Regions from separate parts of the Sus scrofa genome. Here all the other regions are linked to region 2. Evidence: chromatin contacts called from public HiChIP or PLAC-seq data. All regions are on one chromosome and are shown on one strand. The core of a region is the stretch at or near the end of the contact, and the rest is flanking DNA. Distances in the headings are between cores, read along the strand shown.

The links. HiChIP or PLAC-seq counts read pairs in DNA pulled down with a chosen protein or histone mark.
Region 1: a contact with region 2 is called in an H3K27ac HiChIP or PLAC-seq map of alveolar macrophages. The contact joins two enhancer-like sites. A contact is called at or near these places in 1 of 47 Hi-C or Micro-C datasets (embryonic fibroblasts) and 1 of 2 datasets of contacts at active chromatin or transcription factors (alveolar macrophages).
Region 3: an H3K27ac HiChIP or PLAC-seq map of alveolar macrophages shows a contact between it and region 2. The contact joins two enhancer-like sites. A contact is called at or near these places in 1 of 47 Hi-C or Micro-C datasets (embryonic fibroblasts) and 1 of 2 datasets of contacts at active chromatin or transcription factors (alveolar macrophages).
Region 4: an H3K27ac HiChIP or PLAC-seq map of alveolar macrophages shows a contact between it and region 2. The contact joins two enhancer-like sites. A contact is called at or near these places in 1 of 47 Hi-C or Micro-C datasets (embryonic fibroblasts) and 1 of 2 datasets of contacts at active chromatin or transcription factors (alveolar macrophages).

Annotation. Positions count from the first base shown.
Region 1 is chr13:198,753,406-198,757,321 of Sscrofa11.1, reverse strand. No RefSeq gene overlaps it. Among named protein-coding and RNA genes, the nearest start is that of RUNX1, 120 kb to the right of the region's middle. Within about 2 kb of position 2,146, at least 10 of the 83 cell types and tissues checked have an H3K27ac peak or open chromatin away from gene starts, as enhancers often do. A contact at or near this core is called in alveolar macrophages, where this site is marked.
Region 2 is chr13:199,463,311-199,467,052 of Sscrofa11.1, reverse strand. No RefSeq gene overlaps it. Among named protein-coding and RNA genes, the nearest start is that of SETD4, 120 kb to the left of the region's middle. Within about 2 kb of position 1,857, at least 12 of the 83 cell types and tissues checked have an H3K27ac peak or open chromatin away from gene starts, as enhancers often do. A contact at or near this core is called in alveolar macrophages, where this site is marked.
Region 3 is chr13:198,832,514-198,835,980 of Sscrofa11.1, reverse strand. All of the region lies in intron 1 of LOC106505851 (a long non-coding RNA gene), which reads right to left. Among named protein-coding and RNA genes, the nearest start is that of RUNX1, 200 kb to the right of the region's middle. Within about 2 kb of position 1,335, at least 19 of the 83 cell types and tissues checked have an H3K27ac peak or open chromatin away from gene starts, as enhancers often do. A contact at or near this core is called in alveolar macrophages, where this site is marked.
Region 4 is chr13:198,617,466-198,620,900 of Sscrofa11.1, reverse strand. All of the region lies in intron 1 of RUNX1 (runt related transcription factor 1), which reads left to right. Among named protein-coding and RNA genes, the nearest start is that of RUNX1, 16 kb to the left of the region's middle. Within about 2 kb of position 1,335, at least 24 of the 83 cell types and tissues checked have an H3K27ac peak or open chromatin away from gene starts, as enhancers often do. A contact at or near this core is called in alveolar macrophages, where this site is marked.

The DNA of each region.
Region 1 (3,916 bases), core at 897-3,396, 710 kb after region 2:
CCATGTCTGTGACCTACACCACTATGCCAGAGCTCATGGCAATGCCAGATCCTTTAACCCACTGAGCGAGGCCAAGGATCCAACCCACATCCTCATGGATACTAGTTGGATTCGTTTCCGCTGTGCCACAATGAGAATTCCAAATAGACTCATTTTGTTGATAGTCATTCCAAAAACAGAGTCAAGATGTCAAACTGGCAAAGAATCAAACAGTAGACTTGTACAAAAGTGGAAGTTCTGAAGGGCTCGGATTTTTAACTGTGTTCTTAAGGAGCTGAGTGGATGAGTATATGTAATTTTTGCCCATAGCCCATGAGTGGATCACACCTCTAGACTACCTGTGACCTCCATGAAGTTAGTGACTGGGGATAAAACAATGGAGTGGGAGTGCCAGGGGGAGGGACTGAGTCAATCTTCAGCCTTAAAGTGCTTTTTAAGAAATAGCCTCTTCTGGAGTTCCTGTGTGGATCAGCAGGTTACGAACCCAAGTAGTATCCCTGAAGTTGTGAATCCTTGAGCTCTGTCCTCGCTCAGTGGGTCAAGGATCTGGCATTGCAACAGCTGTGGCATGGGTCACAGATGCAGCGTGGATCCAGCATTGCTGGATAAGAAAGAGAAAGAGAGAAAGAGAGAGAGAGAGAGAGAGAAAGAGAGAAAGAGAGAAAGAAAAGAAGGAAGGTTCTCTTCAAAATCACACATCTCTTGCAATCTTGCCACACTCATGTATCTTCCCACATAAATCCCTATTCATCACCCTAGGGACGGCTTTTTATAGCCAGATTCAGTTTGGGAGAATTCAATTTTACTTTGAGTTTTACCTGTGTCTCATCCTATGAGGTATGCATTTCTAAAAGCAATTATTTTAATAATTTGACAGCATGATGTCACCTTTGTAAAATATCCTCAACTCCTTGAGAAGCCCTGGAATTTTTCCTTTCTATTTCTTTTCATTTTTTTTTTCCAGCATTTTTTATTTTTTTTAAATTTTATTTATTTATTTATTTATTTATTTATTTATTTATTTATCTTTTTGCTATTTCTTGGGCCGCTCCTGCGGCATATGGAGTTTCCCAGGCTAGGGGTCGAATCGGAGTTGTAGCCGCCAGCCTACACCAGAGCCACAGCAACGCGGGATCCGAGCCGCGTCTGCAACCTACACCACAGCTCACGGCAACACTGGATCGTTAACCCACTGAGCAAGGGCAGGGACTAAACCCGCAACCTTATGGTTCCTAGTCAGATTCGTTAACCACTGAGCCACGACAGGAACTCCTCCCCAGCATTTTTTAACTGAAACTTTCAAACATACAAAACATTGGAAGCAATTTATAGAAAATACTCATACCCACAGTCTAGATTCTACAACTAACAGTTTGCTGTATTTGCTTTATGTATCTATCTAACTTTTCATCTTTCTATCCATCAGTCCATATGACTTCTGAGGCATTTTAAAGCAAGTTGCAGACATCAATGCACTTCATCTGTAAGCATTTCCTTATGCATATCATTAGCAAGAGCTCAATATTTATTTATGTACATTTTTAGGAAAAAGTTGCCTGCAGTGAAATGAGGAAATCTTATATGTATCCTTCTAAAAGTTTTGACAAAGGCACACAGATGTATAATGAACCCTTATCAAGATGTAGAACAAGACAAATTTCTTTTAAGCTCATTGCCAGTCAATCCCCACCCACTCAGAGGCAACCAATTTTCTTTTCATTTTTATTTATGCATGCAATGACGCTTTCCGAAAGACACTGACTCAGGATTTACATCTGTACCTCTGTTGGAACTTCGGGACAAGTCATCATTACCTAGAGTATAGAATACTCATAAATAGGAACCTCATATTTGTCTCTTGCTGCACTTGTCTCTATTTGCCTTTTCTTTAACTGAGTGTTTTTTCCTCCATCGGCCAACGGTTCCTCCATCTTTCTGTGATTCCCGAGGCTGCACCAGCAATTTCAAGGAAGTTAAACTGGCACACTGTGCTTCCCCCATTTGGCTTTTGCAGCTTCTGCTTTGCTGTTGAAGTTCCATTTGGCTTTGGACATGGTCTTGTTATTGGGCACTGAGTGTGTACCGTGTGCAGAGAGCACTTGCATCAGGCTGACACTGGAGATTTTTCTGTACTCACTCATGAGGTTTCTTGGCACCACTGGGCATTGCTCATTTGACACGGGGTACCGTAGAGTGACAGGGCCACCTGCTACAGCTACACTGCACAATGCCCAATTCAAGTCCTATCGTTAGTCAGATGGCACATGCCTCTGACTAAGCTGATTTTGTGTGTGTGTCACAGGATGCCATGAAGTGGAGTGACCTTTTACAACATGAGCTGGTACATTGCATTGTAATCAGGGAGTTTTTGTTGGATTCTCTGCTTCGGGAATCTGCCAAAGAAAAGTTGTAGGAGGAAGAAAAGAAACTCCATAACGGAGTCCTCCCAGCTCAGTGGAAAAGAGAGCTGGCTGAAAAGCCACAAGAATGGGGTGTAAGTTGTGCACGTGCCATTGAGATGTCCTTGGGCAAAAGCATGAGAAATGGGAGAGGCGCTAATAGCATCTCTATGATTTGTCCCAGAAGAAGTTGCAAGCATTCCTCCAGTAGATATAAACTCTTTAAAAAATAAAAGGCATAGAACAAAGCAAGGTGTTCTCAGAATTCTCAGGCTCTTTTGGAGTTATGATTTCCATGAAGATGGTACACAGACTAAAAAAGGCTTATCCTGTGTGGTTTTCACAGGTAAAGATAGGCTCCAGGTCCTCACTGCATCTTTTATTCTTGGCAGGAGCAAGAATAAAACAATAACGATAACAAATATTTGCTAATATTTCTTGGTGCTTCCCATAGCCATTTAACTCCTGGAAGGAAAAGGATGGCTGGCTCTTAAATTGTGGAAATTAGGGAGAATTTAATGAAAGGAACTCTGTACAGGTATAGAAACTCTTGGGCAAGTCTTAAGGGACAGTGAAGGATGTAGGGACTATCAACTAGCTACCGAAAGGGTGGTGCTGAGCTCTAGAGCTGCAGGAGAGCAGCCACCAACAGGAGCTGTAGCCAGGCAACCTGGTCCCCAGTGGAACCCCCGCAAGGCAGGTAAAGAGGGAAGAGAAAAGAAACACTTTGACCTCTCCCTTCTTCCTGCAATCTCCTGCCAAAGGCAAGGCAGCCCAGGAATGCAGTTGTGCCCACAGAGGTCATCCCAAGTTGCAGAGAGCAGGGCACAGGGACAGGGATAATGACCGTTGGGCATGAGGAGAGGACCTTGAGAATAAGCAGCATTCTTCTCAGGTCCCATCATGTTGGTCTCAGGAGGCAGACGGGCCATTCATTACCAAAGTCTACCTGGACCTGTAGACCCAGCAAGCTGAGTACGATGGACATCTAATCAGGGAATCTGCACATCTGCCTGATATCAACGCACAGATCTCCACTGTGTTTCCTAGGGCTTTGTTCTGGACACCCTTCTGTTAACATGAAGAGTCTAGAAGTTCTCTTGAGGGATGAACACCCAGGCCTTACTCTTTCTGGTCCTTAAGGGCAAGCAGAACTGGCTGCTCCAGAGGAGACATGGTCCAGAGAGGCCATGGCCTTATGTCTCCATTCTGCTCCTCGATGCAAGTCCAGAGGGAAGAAGGGCCTAGACCTGCTTAGAATGTTCTAGATCAATAGTTCTCAATGGATATGGCCAAGCCTGTTGCACAGTCTTACTTAAAATAGTTCAAGAAAAAATTCTGACAATAATCTACTGGAAAAAAATCCTCAGAGCTGAATTCAAAGTCCTCTCCCAGTAATAAATTTTTTTCAAACATTTTCATTCTAGCAGGATTTTCTGAATAAATGGGCATGTGGATTTCCTAGGGCTGCAGTGACAAAGTACCACAAGCTTGGTGGCTTAGAAAAAAAGAAAGTT
Region 2 (3,742 bases), core at 608-3,107:
CGTCAGAGCCACAGCAATGCGGGATCCGAGCCGCGTCTGCAACCTACACCACAGCTCAGGGCAACGCCGGATCGTAACCACTGAGCAAGGGCAGGGACTGAACCTGCAACCTCATGGTCCAAGTCGGATTCCGTTAACCACTGCGCCACGACGGGAACTCCAGTTATAACATTGTAAGTTTGAGCAAACATCTATTCCAGTCCGGCAACACAAACCGGAAGTGTCTAAGAACCATCCCCCGACTCTCCCCATTTTTTTTCTCGATTTCTTTCTTTCTGAGCGATGTCTTCAGCTGCCTTGGTCCCAAAGGGGTTGGTGCAGCCCCTCTCTCTTTCGCACTCTCTGGCTGGTGCGCGTGTGCGTGTGCGCGCGCGCGTTTCCATGACTCTCTCTCCACAGGCCACTGGCTGGAGTGAGCTGGTCCAGCCCCGCGCCCCCACCCGGAGGAGGGTACCCTCCTCCCCTGCCAGGAGCAGAGCTCTCTCGCTGAGTTAGGTTAACTGCCTCGTCAGATGCTCGTGTTCTTCTGCTCTTCACCCCCTTCCTGTTTCAATGGAATGAGTCGCATTTGAAAATATATCCATCCTTTTAGTAATACATCGAGTGACACATTTTTCATTTGTATTTACCGTCTTCAACATTAACCTGGCTCTCTTTTCTTTTTCTTTTAAAATGAGCACGATTATGTTCTAGTATTGTCTAGTTTCTTTCAGGCTCCGGACTTAACTTCGTTAAAATGGATTCCTGCTCAGACAAATGGAGAAATAGTCTTTTTTTACTTTCTGGAGACTCAAAATTCATTAGTGGTCACAGAAAATAAACTTGTGGTTACCAAAGGGGAAAGAGGGAGGGGATAAATGAGTGTGGGATTAATAGACACACACTGCTATATATAAACTAGATAAACACAAGGACCTACTGTGTAGCACAGGGAACTGTATTCAGTGTCTTGTAGTAACCTATAATAGAAAAGAATCTGATAAATCATATGTGTAGACACATACTTATATACACATATATGTACATATATATCTGAATCACTTTGCTGTATGCCTGAAACTAACATAGTGTTGTCAATCAACTTAGTTCAACGAAAACAAACACCAGAATTTGGAAAAAAAAATCTCCCAGTCTGGAAGTTTTCCAGACTAAATGTAGAGAAGAAAAAGAACTCATTAGTGGAAAAATGAAATCTATGGTGGAAAAGTTACATATTTAGCCAATACATTGCTCCAAACCGTTTTCAGTTGACTTCCTCCTCAACCCTCTCCCCCCAAATCATGCTACTTACAAGAGGTTTCCAACACTGAGTTTTTAATTAGTACAAGCATTTTATAACATTTCTTTGAAATGGGAGAAATGACCCAGGCTCTTTGTGGACTTTTATAACTCCAAGAGACTATTACCGACTAAAACTCTACCCTCTCTGCCCTCACTCTCATACCCTTTAATGGTTGAATGGAGAATCATTACCAAACAGTGGAATTTCGAGACAACTCCTTCATGTTGTCTCGAAACTGGCTTTCTGAGTGGTTTGTGGCCACCTGCTGCTGAGAAACTGTTTAAAAGGGAACTGGACTAACTTCCTTTTTGAGCAAGAGCTGCAGCATGAAAGCAGCATCAATCACAGTTGCTAACACAGTCCCATCTTCTTTATGAGCACGCTTCCTCAAAGACCTCTGGGCATACGCTGAATGCATCAAGCACATTTCAATTTCCAGATGTGTTTTCCAAACAAATGCCAGATTGCCTGGACTACTGCTTCCAATCCCCTCGTCCCCATATATAGTGCATCTGAGATTGTCTGTCTGGATGATCTTCCCTTTTCAGTGTTTACTTAAAGTGAAGTGATGTTATCCAGACCGCAGGTACCAATGAGATCATGTCATGAGGTTTCGTTCTGAGGTTGTTTCCTCTCAGTCCTGCAGTGACATCAGGATCGGAGGGCAGATGGATGGCTTCGATGACATTGAAGGTCCCTGCCATTTCTAACCTTCTGTGATTATTGGGAAATCATTGTGGAGAGGACGCTGCCACGCAATCAGGTCAATCTGTCCAGTTCTTCACAGCCATGGGAAGGTACCACGGAACTATTATCAGTGTGCTCTGAAAAGACTTCTCTTCTGTTGCTTTTTGAAAAAATAGATTTTATGTTTTAGGGAAGTTGACTGCACAACAAAACTGAGCAGGATGTACAGGGACTTCCCATATACCAAGCCTCCATCCCCCTGCTACATGCATAGCCTCCTCCATTATCAACACTCCACACCTAAGGGCTACGCCTGTCACAATTAATGAACCTCCATCATAATCACCCAAAGTCCATAGTCTATCTTGCAGTTTACTCTTGGTGTTGTACATACAATGGGTTTGGACAAGTGTATAATGACATGTGTCCACCATTACAGTGTCATGCAGTAATTTCTCTATGTGTTGCTGCTCTAAAAATCTCTATATATTTTGTGTATGTGTAAACTGATTTCTTTAAGGTCTTACCTGAGAAGATGAATGGTTACATTCTATTTTTCTGCTAAGATTTTAGGCAGGAGATAATTTTCATGAATGTCTCATGACTTGTTAGTGGATATTCTCTAACAAAAGTGTTCCATGACCACATGCGTGTGGGAAATGCTGGGGAAAAATATGATGGAGTCATCAATGGGGTATTTACATTGCTATTCTGACTCTGACATACAAATGTACAATTTCTTTCTTTTTTTAAAAAAATTAAAGTATAGTTGATTTATAATGTTGTGCCAATTTCCACTGTACAGAAAAGTGACCCAGTCATATATATATATATATATATATATATATATATATATATATATTCCCTTTCTTACAGTATCTTCCATCATGGTCTATCCCAAGAGGCTGGCTATAGCTCCCCATGCTGTACAGTGGACCTCATTGCTTATCCAATCTAAACATAATAGTTTGCCTCTACTAACTCCAAACTCCCAGGCTATACCGTCCCTCCCCTCTCCCCCTTGGCAACCACAAGTCTGTTCTCTATGTCTGTGGGTCTGTTTCTGTTTTGTAGATAGGTTCATTTGTGCCATATTTTAGATTCCACAATATAAGTGATATCATATGGTATTTGTCTTTCCCTTTCTGACTTCACTTAGTCAAATATACAATTTCTACATCAACTTATTTATCTAGTTAAACTTAAATTTCACTTTTGAGAAATTGATAGGAAAAAATGAACCATAAACATTCTAGCAATCTGTCCATACACACACACACACACACACACACACACACACATATATACATACATACATATTTCTGCTTTTTAGGGCTACATTCAGCATATGGACATTACCAGGCTAGGAGTCAAATTGCAGCTACAGCTGCAAACCTATGCCACAGCCATAGCAACGCAGGATCTGAGCCGAGTCTGTGGCCTACCCCACAGCTCACGACAATGCCAGATCCCTGACCCACTGCATGAGGCCAGGGATCGAATTGGTATCCTCATGGATACTAGTCAGATTCATTTCCACTGTGCCACAACAGGAACTCCCCCATATCTGTTCCTAAATTAGCATTCTTTTAAGGATTTCATCCATTCATTTGTTTATTTGTTCGTTTAACAGTTAGGTATTTTGTTCCTTCTCTGTGCCAATACTTAAGGATGCACCGCACCGTCACAAAAGGGAGAGTGTGGTAGAGGTGGCCAGTCACTGCCCTCCTTTTCCAGGATTGTTGAATGCACAGCAGCCCAGGAGGAAGACTC
Region 3 (3,467 bases), core at 86-2,585, 630 kb after region 2:
AGAAAAAGGAATGGCTAGTCACTTATGATGGAGCATGATAATGTGAGAAAAAGGAATGTATATGTGTATATGTGACTGGGTCACCTTGCTGGACAGAAGAAAATTTAAAAAACCCTGTAAACCAGGTATAATGGAAAAAAAATAAAAATCATTAAATAAAAAAATAAAGTTATCAAAATGCTAAAAAAAAAAAATGAAAGCACCCTTTTAACCCTATTAATCAATTTTATAACTCTTAGTAAGTCCCGGAGACCTGACTGATGTTTGTTCACTTCCCACAAAATAGTAGATAAATGTCCACAAGAGAACAAGTATTCTGTCACTTCCTCAGTGTCTCTGGTAATATAAGAGTTTTTAAAAAATGTTCATGTGTGTTTGCACACACAACAATGCACATATAAATCAAAGACGTCCCCTGAAATAAAATGCTGAGGTCATGTGAGCATATTTCAGCCTTTAACTTAGACACTTAGGCTGCATGCCCAGCTATGACAGAGTCCATGTTTATAAAGTTAATTTAATTTCAGTTGTTAGTATCAGTTACCATCATCCCAGATTTAAAACCACCAGCCCAGAGACTTGCTCTGAGTTCTTGCAGCCCCTGGTAGCTCTACCAGGCATCTGGCACTTTTACGCAAACTCCCTCATATTGTTCCTGGACCATCTATTTCAACAGGCCTTTTCTCTTCATTTTATTACAAATTCTTGAATCCAAGGATCATGTCTGATATTTCTCAGAATCCTCGTTAATGTCTAGTCCAGAAGCCTGTTCTAGCAAATGCTCCAAAAAAAGTTGTTGATTGATTCAAAATGGATTTTCAATTTTATGAAAAATATTTTTAGAGTAAAGGAAATATTCACTTTTGCGTTTGGAAAATAAGATGAATATGGCTAAAAAAAAAGTGGAAATGGGGTGACATGTTATGGGTTGCAAATTTCCACATCAACGCATAACTTCAATATAAAATCCCAACCCAACTTCATGAATAAAATAATGAGACAAAATAGGGAGATGTGACAAACTGAGTTTAGTATTCTCACTTCTTCAAAAAGTTTTTCCACCATAATCAATGGAAAAAAACAGAGTTGTCAGTCTTTTTTGAGAGGAGGAGGCATGTGTGTTTTCTCTCTCCCCCCTCCCCTCCTCCCTCCTTCCCTCTTGTCCCTTCTGAAACTGAGTCAGACCAGCCATATTTCCAGTTAGAAGTTGGCACTGGAGCCCAGCAGCTGTTCAGAAATGTCCAAGTGGACAGCAAATGGCGTTGATGGAGTTAACGGCAGTGACTCACTTGGGACATTCACAGCAGGTCAGCTGAAACCATCCCTTGCTGTGAAGAGAATTCAGTCCCATTGGGCAAAAGCCCAAGAAAATGAGCTGAGGATGATAACAGCATAGTGCCTCTCAGTTGCCACTGGTTGCTTTTCTGTTCTCAGTTTTCACAATTTTTTTAGAGATGGATTTTTTTTTTTTTCTAACGCAATCAAGAACAGTGATGGGAAGAACAGGCTGAGCAGCTGTTGACTTTTTGAAATCACAGAGGGGAGGTTTGGTATCTGGAAATGCTCAACACAACTTGCCTTGCAAGCTTTGACGATGACTTTCACATATAAAATTATGGGTCAGAAGCAGGAAGCTGAGGACTCTTTATGCCAGTAAATCTAGCTTTGGCCAATGTAAGATTTAGGGGATTTCAGAAAGAGTTCATTCATGTAGAAACACTTTTCTACAAAATATTATGATAGTTTTAAATGTACTGAACTGAGCAACAATAAAAACAAACCAAAAAACATACGAGAAATCAGGCATGTTCATATTTTGTGAGCTTATACTTTTTCCTTAACACAGGAGGAAATATATAAAAATATGTTAAAGCTCTTGGGTGTTTTTGCATTATAAAATATGGCATGATTACCTATAATGGAAAATAACCTGAAAAAGAACATATATATTTATTTTAATATATTTATATCTATCTATATACCTGAATCATTTTGCTGTACACTTGAAACTAACACAACCTTGTAAATTAACTGTATTTCAATAAAAACTACAAAAATGATATGAAAGAATAATAAAGACATATTTAGAGAAAAAAAACCATGATCACTTGAAATATCACAATCTTTACACAAGACCTATTTCTATTTTTGTTTTTTTCCAAATTATTTTCTAAAAACTCTATTAAGACAGATATCTTAGATTTGTTCTTTACAGGTAGAAATTTAACAAATGAGGAATAATAATTCCTGATATTAAGGGTCACTAGACATAAAGTTCATTTCCCTAAAATTCTGGCATGAGATCATAGTTTCCACATTTAGATGAGAGCTTGCTTCCATTGCACTTATTTGGTAGAAAAATCTGATTTGGCTATTTGAATGCACTATTATGAAGTTCCTCTTTGTGACTGAACCCCAAAGCTGATTCTGATAGTTTCAGACCAGGCTGAAAACAGAATTAAAAAATGAATTAATTTTCTTTCCTGAGAATAAAATATTTTCACTGAGTAGACTTCAGTAAAATAAATGACAATCAAATGGTATAGCTTGGTAGGTACTTTAATGGATTAAACAATTTTAAAGTGAATAGTTTGAAATGAATTCAGCAGTTTTTTTCAGCTAAGGTCCTTTGAGAATACATATTCTAAGTTCAAAGGAGAATAATTGTTCTTTCTGTATTTTTAGAGAGGACTATGGGTGTGGTGGGTGCAGGGAGTTTCATTGCTTACCCTCTGTCTAACTCATGGTAATGCTTAATAAATATTGGTTGAATTAATTAATTTTGACCACAGGAGCTGGAGGGATGACAAGGAGTGTCATCTTTTCTTGGCAGAAGAGCATATTACTCATTAAGAGCAAGTGGGAGAGGAGATGGGAGTTAGCGTGCTTTGAATCCATACTACTGGAAGGCAGGCTGGAAAGAGGAGTTGGGAAAGCAGAGACAGTAGTATGAAGAAGTTTTTGTTGGCTTGAGCTGAACTCCTTTGTTCACATGGTATCAAAGGCCAACTGAAGATGCCACAACTGGAAAAATGAAAATGAAACAAGGTATCAGGGTATCAATGGAGTTAAAAAAAGGTGGGGGATAAGAAGAGTCACAGAGACATAAACAGCTTTTAGAATTTATCACTTTGTTTCTGTTGTTTCTGTCCTGTTATTATTCTCCATAGCAGCAAATTCTCTTCTCATCACTCCTTCATTTTTTTCTTGTTACTTCCCCAATACAATTTTTTTCTCTACTGTACAGTAGGGTGACCCAGTTACACATACATGTATACATTCTTTTTTCTCCCATTATCATGCTCCATCATAAGTGACTAGACATAGTTCTCAGTGCTACACAACAGGATCTCATTGCTAATCAAGTCCAAAAGCAATAGTTTGCATCTATTAATCCCAAGCTCCCAATCATTTTTACCTAAAATTGGACTGCCAAAGAAAAACAGCTTAAATGGTAGAAGCACTTC
Region 4 (3,435 bases), core at 86-2,585, 850 kb after region 2:
GGGAGACATTCTGGTGGTTCCAGGATTGTCTACAAAAGATGTTCTCCAAGCCAGCAGAGCTCAAACTGAAATGAACATCAAAATCACCTGTTCCCAAGATGATGATGAGATGCTGGCTGGGAGGTGGGAGTTTGGGGAGACCATGCCTAAGTCTTTCTTTCCAGCCAACTCATCAAATTTGTCCATCTGAGATAAGACTGGTTTGATTCAGCAATGTGCTTCCTTAAGAAACCTTAAAGAAGTGCTCACTCTTGGGGTCATATAAGGCTGACCCTGAACTTGCATAACTTGGAGAGACAGCACCAACTTAAATTCTATGTCCTGGGTGCCTCTCTTGCCCCATCCCAGTCCATGTCCTGGGATCCAAGTACAGAAAACCCAGAGAAGGACCCACCCCCAAATTAGGGACCTCATACCCAAGTCCATCCTTTAGGAAGCCAGCAAGCTCCTGGGAGCCAGCCTGTCAGCACCTCGACCCTGGCCAGGGTTTTCAGTGGAGCTCCCAGCAAACCCTCACATCCAGGTACTCCTGTGGCTGGGATAAAAATTCTACCCAGAAGCAGCTGATTCAGCTGTGACAACAAAAGTGGCCACATACCCCCCACACACACACAACCCCCTCTCCCCACTGTAACCTGGACCCTCCCACACCACAGGTCCCAGTTGCGAAGCCAGAGACCCACTCACTGGTGGACCTTTGAGGATAATTCTCTCGATCCTTCTGCAGAAACATCTGTAATTTCGAAAGTCCCCGTCACCAGCCTTCTGACATCATTATAAATCCTTTTCTCAAGTAGGTGGGTTTGAGGTTTTCTTTTTTTCCTCTTTAACCTTATTTGTATAAAAGGCATTTTTCATCTGATTAGTCTACAGTGAGTTACCACAGAGGCGCAGAAAGTTCCTTCCCTTTCTCCCTGGGCTCCACGTGGCAAAGGACGCAGTAATTAATTACATTTCCCCCCCTGGAAGCCAGCTCCCAGCCAGGGAGAGTCCCCTGTTTGCCTAGAAGCAGGGAGCCCCGCCAGCCTCTAATTGTTGTTATGCAAACATCTTAATGGGAACAAATTAAAAGGCGCTCGTGCTAATTATTCTTCGCAATAAAAAGTAATAATAAACTAATAAAGCTCCTTTGGAAAGGGGATTCTGTGTTAGCTCAAAAGACTTGCTTTCCTTGTGTGCATCTGACAGGGAAATAAAAACTCTGTAGTGTAAACTGAAGATGATAGCTGGGGAAACTCTTATGACTCAGAAAATGCCCTTCTTATGCTTAGTGAGTGCCGTCTGCATACACCCAGGGCCTGGCCACCCTAGCCCCACTTCTGCAGGCTCTATCTCTCCAATCTCTCTCTTCCTTCTACAGTGCCCCCACCCCGGGCTTCCTTCTCCTCCCTGGACCCCAGCTCCACTTGAACTTTACTCAGGCTTTATTTGGTTCTTTCTGGGGAGGCCTGGCCCCAGGCCCATGCTGACACGCCCACAGTGGGCTTCCCCTGAGGCCAGGGCTTTTTGCCATTTTGTGCTCTGATTTCACCCCCACCGGGTCAGTGTAGAATCCAACTGGTCATTTCCACAGAAGCAGCTGGAGTTTCAAAACAGCCTCCTCTCTCAGCTGCTTTTCTATAAAGACCGCAGAGCCTGAAGGAGTCGAAATCAGACAGGGACTTTGACCCCTGTGGCCTCACATGAGCCTGGAAAACTCCTGTGGCCTAGGCCCTGTGATGGGTTCTGGAAACATCCAGGGCAAGTGACAGGGAGCGCACAGTGGGGGCACAGTGCCTCTGTCCCAGGCTCGTAGAAGGAAAGGTCTGGTCTTCGTGTCAGTTCGGTAATTAAAGTTATGTTGACGTTTGTAAATACTGAAAACATCTAACGTTCTCCCAGAGGCATGTCCCTGCCATCATTTCTTTTCATCAAAAGCTTTGTGAGAAAAGTACACCCCGGAAGCCTCATTTAATTAAAATTTTAAAAGGAGCATGAAGCAAAGATGAGTTAAGAAGGCCACCAGGGGAGTTCCCCCTTGTGGCTCAGCAGTAACGAACCTGACTAGTGTCCAGGACATGGGTTCGACCCCTGGCCTTGCTCAGTGGGTTAAGGATCTGATGTTGCCTTGAGCTGCATCGGCATAGGTCACAGATGCGGCTCAGATCTGGCATTGCTGTGGCTGTGGTGTAGGCCAGCAGCTGCAGCTCCAATTTGACCCCTAGCCTGGGAACATCCATATGCTGCAGGTGCAGCCCTTGAAAGAAAGAAAGAAAGAAAGAAAGAAAGAAAGAAAGAAAGAAAGAAAGAAAGAAAGAAAGAAAGAAAGAAAGCAAGCCAGCCTGCCTCTGGACCACACAGCTTGTACAGCAGAGCCCAGGGGGAGCGGATGCTCTCTGCCTTACCCACTCGCCTCCTGTGACCAGGGCAGAGCCCCTGCGCAAAGGCCAGCTCTGCTCCTGCAGAGTCACCTTGGGGAGAAGACCTCCCCTCTCTGGCATCCCTTTCGCATCTGTGCAGTGTGACTGTGATGACACCACCTTGCGTACTAGCCTGAGGGGGGCCTGGCACAGAACCCTCAGGTGGCTTCTACCCATCATAGAACCTTTCCTTTCTATTTGGCTTGCCTTTTTCCCTTAGACTCCATTCTGCTTGATTTTCCCATTTCCTGTTTACACAGTATGGTAAACCAAATCCAAAATGTGAACCCCAATCCCATCCTTCCTGTGGTCGAGCATGAGCATCTAATGCACCCTTGAGGACTGGCTCATCTTGCTGCTGGTAGTAAATGGCTGATGAGTGGGTGAGGTGTGGGGTGGATGGAAGGAGCCTAGGGCTGACTCCGGGTCCCTACTTGGGCCATGTGTGCCTTGGCACCACGAGCTTCTACTCCCAGTAAAACTAAGAGGCAGAGCCTGAGATCTCAGTTCTGAGAAACGCAGGTGGAGCTCCCGTTGTGCTTAGAGGAAATGAACCCAACACATATCCATGAGGACACAGGTTCAATCCCTGGCCCTGCTCAGTGAGTTAAGGATCCAGCCTTTCCACGAGCTGTGGTGTAGGTCATAGATGGGGCTTGGATCTGGCATTGCTGTGGCTGTGACATAGACAGGCAGCTGCAGCTCTGATTCTGCCCCTCACTCATGCTTTGTTGAGGGGGCCTGTGCGTGGCAGGAGGTATAGCCGTGTCCCCATCCCCACCCACTAGATGCCAGTGGCGCTATCGCTTCAAGACATGACAACGGAAACTGTCTGTAGGCAAGACCCAATGTCCCCGAGGGCTACAGTCACCCTGTTTGAGAAGCACTGCTCCAGAGAAACCTTAGGAACCAGTGCCCTATGATCGCTTCCACCTCCTCATGGGCCAGGAAATAAAAAAGATGTGGCGACTGGACCCCTCCCCAACATATTTGTACCCCTATGCCTAGTTGGACTCTTGCTCCAGCCTCCTTGTGC